Linked DNA regions of Mus musculus: region 2 is linked to region 1. The links are chromatin contacts, called in public promoter capture Hi-C maps. All regions are on one chromosome and are shown on one strand. The core of a region is the stretch at or near the end of the contact, and the rest is flanking DNA. Distances in the headings are between cores, read along the strand shown. Region 1 holds the start of Tuba8 (tubulin, alpha 8). Region 2 holds the start of Iqsec3 (IQ motif and Sec7 domain 3).

Region 1 (3,063 bases), core at 423-2,922:
AAGGGTAATGCTCATTCACTCTTCATATATGTGTGTATGTATATAATTCCTATATATTTAAATACATATTTATATCACTCTATAACAAAAAGCCTAAAAATAATAAAATCTATGTAGAGCCTTGGAAGTTTGAAGTAAGCCCCCCCCCTCGTTTTGTAGATGTGAAAAGCCAGCCAAGAGAAGTTTGATGACCTTCCCGAAGTGCTAGCCACATTGCCAAGTGCCCGAATCTGAACTCCTCCTACGGTCCCACACCTAGGACCTGAGCACAAGTGGTTTCCTCTGGTCACTCTCTCCTGCGTTGTCAAATTCTTCAAGATCCCAGGTGTGTCTGGAAGCATGCTTGGCGAGTGATAGGATAGGCTTAGAGGTAGGGCTGACAGGAGAGCCAGCGCCAGAAAGTCTTGGGCAATCTCCCAAATGAACAGCCAGAGGGGAGGAGGAGGGGTGGCAGGAGGAGGGGAAAAGGAGGGCGGAGGGGATGGGGGAGGGAGAAAAGAGGTGGGGAGGAGAGAAGGAAGGTTCTGGCCTGGCTGTTCTGTCACTGACACCAGAGCAAGTGGCTCAGAGAACCTGACCTTGGCCTGTGAGATACTCTTATTCTGCCCACCCCTCTCCACTCTAACCTTTCTGTCCCACTTCACTGCGGACACACCAGGGCTTCCTGGCGTGGGGGGAGGGGGGCGGGAGAGCAATGATTGAGGCCAACGTTAGTCCCCCGCAGGGGAGCTTCCCAGGGGCTTTGGCAGAGATGCTGTAAAGCTCGCTCTGAGGGGCTGTGAAGGTAGCAGCCGCTAGTGGAGACAGCAACTAATGAAGAAGAGTTGCTGCCTGGAAGCCAGAATAGAAAATAAAATGAAACGGCTTAGGTCCCCTGGTATCTGGGTCCCAAACTTCTGAGTCCCAAAGTCTTTTTGACTTTGACCGCCGGGAAAGGTGAGGAGCCTGCTCCAGCGCCAGGCGCTTGCGAAGCTGGTTTGGACCCAGCTGAAACTGAGGGTGCCCCAAACCCAAGCCGATGGCCGAGGAGCCAGCACTGGTGACAGGCACCTGGGAAACGTCTTGGGTCCATAACACCCAGCTCGAATTGAAGTTGCCCTAAACCCAAGCCGATAGCCGATGGCCGGGTGATGAGGGTGGAGAATGACCCCGGGAACGTGCCACTTTTGATTAGGTTTGGAGACTACTCCCCCAGGCCACCCAGGTCCAGACCACCTGTCCAGAATCCCTCGGCATCCCATTTCTTCTCACTCTGGTCCACGAGTGGCTACTCCCCCAGATTCTAACGTATCTCTCCACCGAGCTCTCCAGGTTCGCCCTCCTCTCTTTAGCGAGCGCAGATCGGTCTTAGGTCCCTTTAAGGATCCAATAGCCCCTGCTCTCTACATTCTCTACAAAATATTCTCACCCCTGGGAAACAAGACCCTTGACCCTGAACTGACCCACAGACCCTCCAGGAGACTTGGAGCCCAGTAGATCCAAAGCCACCCCACAGCTACCCCGTGGCCCCGCAGCTCTCTCCCCGGCACCTGCGCGCGTCCGGGGCCAGCCCGGGCGGGGAAGTCTCACCATCGTGGCCGCTCTCTTCGCCCGCTCGCCTCCCAGCTGGGCCTGCCCACCCCAACTGCTCCAGATACGGCCGCCTCCGCGGTTGTGACACACTGCGAGGGAGGGGGCCTGAGACAGACATGCTGGGCCAGCAGTTGCCCTGCAGCATCACAGTGCCCGCGGAGGGGAGGGACCTGGGTAGGTCACAATGGCACCTCCCCTCCCACCAGAGGCTCCCTAGTCCAGCCTGGCTGCTTCTCATGCCCGGAGCTGCCACTGAGCTCCTGAGCCTTGCAGTCCAGGAAGCAGTCCTGTGACCGCAACACACGTGTGCATACAAACCCCGCATCCACTCCGAGGCCACTGGAAAGCAGTGGAAAAATACTCCAAAACAAATGCTTGTTTCTCCCCCCAAATGTTCATAGTCGTCCTGCTGCCAACACTGGCTGGTGTGGTGGGAAGACACTAATCTGTTAGCCGGTCACCTCAGTCCAGGAGAGCCTGCAGGATCAGACCAGCCCGTGGTCAGAGCCCACGCTTCTGCTTCCACCACTGCCTGCCTGGTTACTGGAGAAGTCAGAAGATGGTATGCCTCTGCATCTGCATCTGCATCTGCTGCAAGCCCTCCATAGTAGATTCAGGGATTCAGCACTATTTTAAATACTCTCAGAATATCTCCATGATTCTCAAGTCTCTCCTCCTGACCCACTCCTACAAGAGCCTTTCCTACGTAATCCCCAAATGTGTCACTTTGCATGTACCCCAGAACATCAGGGTTCTCACTGCCTCTGCCCTGTTAGGACCTCCTCTTAGTGGCCACAGATGACACTGAAGAGCAAAGGATTTCTTCACCCTCCATCTAGTTGGGTGAGGATAGGGGCTCACCTAGCCTGTAACCCTGGCTGTCCTGGAACTTGCTTTGTAAACCAAGCTGGCCTGGAACTCACAGAGCTCCACCCACCTGCCTCTGCTTCCAAAGTGTGTGCTACCATGCTCAGCTTAAGAGCCTCTCTAGTTGCCCACATTACTAACAGGCTCCACAAGTCCCTTTGTCTCCAAGTCGGTTGGGGTTGGATGGTTCTTACACCTGAACTGCGACATGGAATTCCCTATCAAGGGCCACTTCATACTTAAGAGATATAACCCAGCTTTTCTTCCCTCCCTCTTTTCTCTGGCAACTTCCCACCACACAAGTCACTGTGGGAAGTTAAGAGTTCTTCAAGATGTAGGTGGAGCTGCTGTGGCCAGATGTTGGCTCTGTTTCCAAACATAGATGAAGACACACCTTTGCTTCTGTGCTCAGGAAGCAGCAGAGTAAAACTTATCTAGGTAGTAGTTTATTCTGTTGGCTCACCTTTCATGTATTTGTCTATGAGTTTCTTGAGGAGAGGATACATGTTTTAATCATCTTTGCATGTGAGAAAGTACTGAAAACACTTCCCACTGATACACGGCCTCCAAGCTGGAACTGCCTACCCCAAGGACTCCAGATAAACTGCCTCCACTGCTGTAACA
Region 2 (2,976 bases), core at 180-2,679, 260 kb before region 1:
GTTGATACCACTCCAAAATAAAAAAGAAATTAATGGTATTTGTAACGGAATGGAGGGACCACATACATATCAGACACAAGCAAGTATACATTATGTGACTTCGTTAATATTAGATTCCACAACAGGCAAAACTAATGTGTGTTTAGAGGAAGCAGATGAGTGCTTAGCTGGGGCTGGGGACAAGAAGTTGAACAGAGCAGAGGGGTGCTTATTACACGTAACAGTTTTTTTGTTTGTAGTGATGAGCGATCGGGTGTATACTGTCAAAATCCACGGAGCTGTGTAGTCAGAATGAGCGCACACTGTTGCATATGAATTATTACTCCAAATACCCTGAGACCTCATTTCTAGAGAAAAATCTAGCCCTAGCAGCCTTCCTGCCTTAATTTTCCTCCTGGCTGACCTAGTATAATGCTGCATCTAGTGGATGTTATGTGCAAAAACTGAAAAATTAACAGATAATTCCATGTTGATTCATGTCTCTGAGCTTCCAGGAAAACCCCTCCCTCCTCAAATGTTAATTCTTCCAAGAAGCATTCCGGAGATCCCCAGACTGGTGACTCCTACAACACTCTGATCACAGCTCTGTCTTACTCCCACCTTTCAAAATTAATTATTAAGTCTTTGATCCACTGCTTATAAGCTACAAGAAGCCAACAAATCCATCCTGGTAGTTTTTATTATATCATCTCCTAGTCCAGTATTTACTAATTGCATGTGCTTCCTAACTGTCAAAAAGAATGGTTGCTTCAGAAGGTTCTGGAAGCGGGAACCTCAGAGGTTCTATTTGGTTTCTGTTCCTGTCAGAGAGGTCCAAAGAGCCATGAGATCTCATTTCCAGAGAAAAATCCCTGCATGTGCAGCCTTCCTGCCTTAACTTACCCCCGCCAGAACTAAGCAACAGACACACGCCTTGTTCTCTAGGGTCTCATAACTGTTCACGGACATCCTACAGAGCAAATTGTTGAGCATCAAAAAGGCAGGTGTGTCTCCTCCCTAGAAGGTCTTAAAAATGGGCCCTGCCTCTGAGGTGCCTAGATACAGGAAAACGTGACTGTGACCTTTTAGAGCTGGGTGCCTGTACTTCTCTATGTCTTTGGCAGCTTCCTTTATTCTTCATCTTTCTCTGGCGGCTTCCTTTTTGTCTTAGTTCTATAGCACTTTCCCAGCGCTTCTGCTTGGGTTGGCTCTTCCTTCTTCCCTGGTAGGACTGATCTCCATCCTGGATTTTCATAGAGTATTTTGCTCGACCCAGCCTCTTCCCCTCTGCTCCCCATCCCCACCCGCCTCTCCTACGCCCCCGCGGGAAGCAGGGTTCCTCACGAAGCCCAGAGGTGGGAGGTGGGCCCTGGCGCCGGTCCGCCCCTCAGTGCGTGTGCGAATGCCTGTGTGGCGGTGACGCGCAGGCGACGGCGGGAAGGGGAGGGAGAGAGAGGGAGGGAGGCCACCGACCGCCAGAGCTGCTGGGCTGCTGGGCTCCTGCGCGCTCACGCTCCCCGCCGCCCGCCTAGGCGCAGGCAGGGCGCAGGCGGCGGCGGGCGGCATGGAGAGCCTGCTGGAGAACCCGGTGCGCGCCGTGCTCTACCTCAAGGAGCTCACGGCCATCGTGCAGAACCAGCAAAGCCTCATCCATACCCAGCGCCAGCGCATCGATGAGCTGGAGCGGCGTCTAGACGAGCTGAGCGCGGAGAACCGCAGCCTGTGGGAACACCAGCAGTTGCTGCAAGCCCAGCCTCCGCCTGGGCTGGTTCCCCCGCCGCCGTCTGCCCCACTGCCTGCTCCTGCAGTCACTGCTCCGGCCGCCGCTGCGGCCCAGGAACCGCTTCAGGACCACGGACAGCTCATACCCGCTTCACCGGAGCCGCCGCTTCAGCACCACGGTCAGCTCCTGGCGCAGCCCCAACCTGCACCCAGCAGCAGGGTTCAGACTCCTCAGTCGCCCCACCAGCACCCGGTGGCACCCGGGGCCATAGCTGACAAGGAGAAGGAGCGTCCCTCGAGTTGTTGTGCTGCCGCGGGAGCCCTGCTTCAACACGCATCCCCCGCCGCCCTCGGCAAGGGCGTCCTGAGCAGGAGACCCGAGTGAGTGGGGACAAGGAGGTGGGAGAAGCAAGTGGGTGTGAGGAAATGGGAAATCTGTGTGTAAGAGTGAAGGACTTGAGCACTGTGAAGTGAAGCGGGCAAAAATGCCTTGGGTAAAAAAATGTGTCAAGGAGAGTCCCGCAAAGGAGGGCTTGAGATCCGCGTTGGAAGGTCTGTGGTGGTTGGAGCCAAAGGAAGTATTTGGACCATCTTTGGAGCAAAAAATGAGAGGAATGGGCTTTAACTGGTTGGGGATAATGATAACTTCCAGAAATTAAGGGAGATAAAATTGGGAGGAAGTTGGGGGCAAAAAAATTAAGCCAAAGCAGGGGACCATTGAAGGATTTAAGCTAGGAAAAATTCGGAAGTGAGTTTGCATAGTACAACTGTTTAAATAAAGAGTGAGACACCAAAACAGACTTGATCAGGAAGTTTAAGCGCTTTATAGGGGCTGGGGTCCAGCAGCAAGGATTAGAGTGGGTAGGATAAAGCAAAGGACAGGAGGTGGGGGGGGAACGGGAACAGGCAGGGGAGCTGGATACAGGAAGATGAATGGTGGGAGACAGCGCTGCCCAGGGGAAGGAGCTGGCTCTTTATCTGATGCAGTGGGAGTCAGAGCCAGGAGTGGCTCACTTGGGAAAGCTTTCTCCCTTCTGACCCAAGTGAACATCTTTATGCTGAGCCTCTATAGTGCCAAGGCATACGCAGAAACAACCCTCCAGACTCCTGGATGTCTCTGTTTCAGCTTGAGGACTCACCTGGCTGGAGCTCTCCACTGACTCAGAAGCTTATCTGGGTTCAAATCATGGGAAGAGAACAATGAGATCAGAGACAGCTGGAAAGCAGTTTCTTGAATGTAATGCCTCTATAAATCTCTGTGGTGGCCTCTTATGG

Evidence for each region. Promoter capture Hi-C pulls out the DNA fragments that hold promoters and counts their contacts.
Region 2: a contact with region 1 is called in a promoter capture Hi-C map of embryonic stem cells, with 2.3 times the contacts expected there. The contact joins the promoter of Iqsec3 here to the promoter of Tuba8 in region 1. A contact is called at or near these places in 1 of 39 promoter capture datasets (embryonic stem cells) and 1 of 115 datasets of contacts at active chromatin or transcription factors (SST interneurons).

The regions. Positions count from the first base shown.
Region 1 is chr6:121,209,343-121,212,405 of GRCm38.p6, reverse strand. It overlaps Tuba8 (tubulin, alpha 8), which reads right to left and starts at 1,672. Exons shown (of 5, transcript NM_017379.2): 1 at 1,570-1,672. The coding sequence starts at 1,572.
Region 2 is chr6:121,472,131-121,475,106 of GRCm38.p6, reverse strand. It overlaps Iqsec3 (IQ motif and Sec7 domain 3), which reads left to right and starts at 1,429. Exons shown (of 14, transcript NM_001033354.3): 1 at 1,429-2,082. The coding sequence starts at 1,544.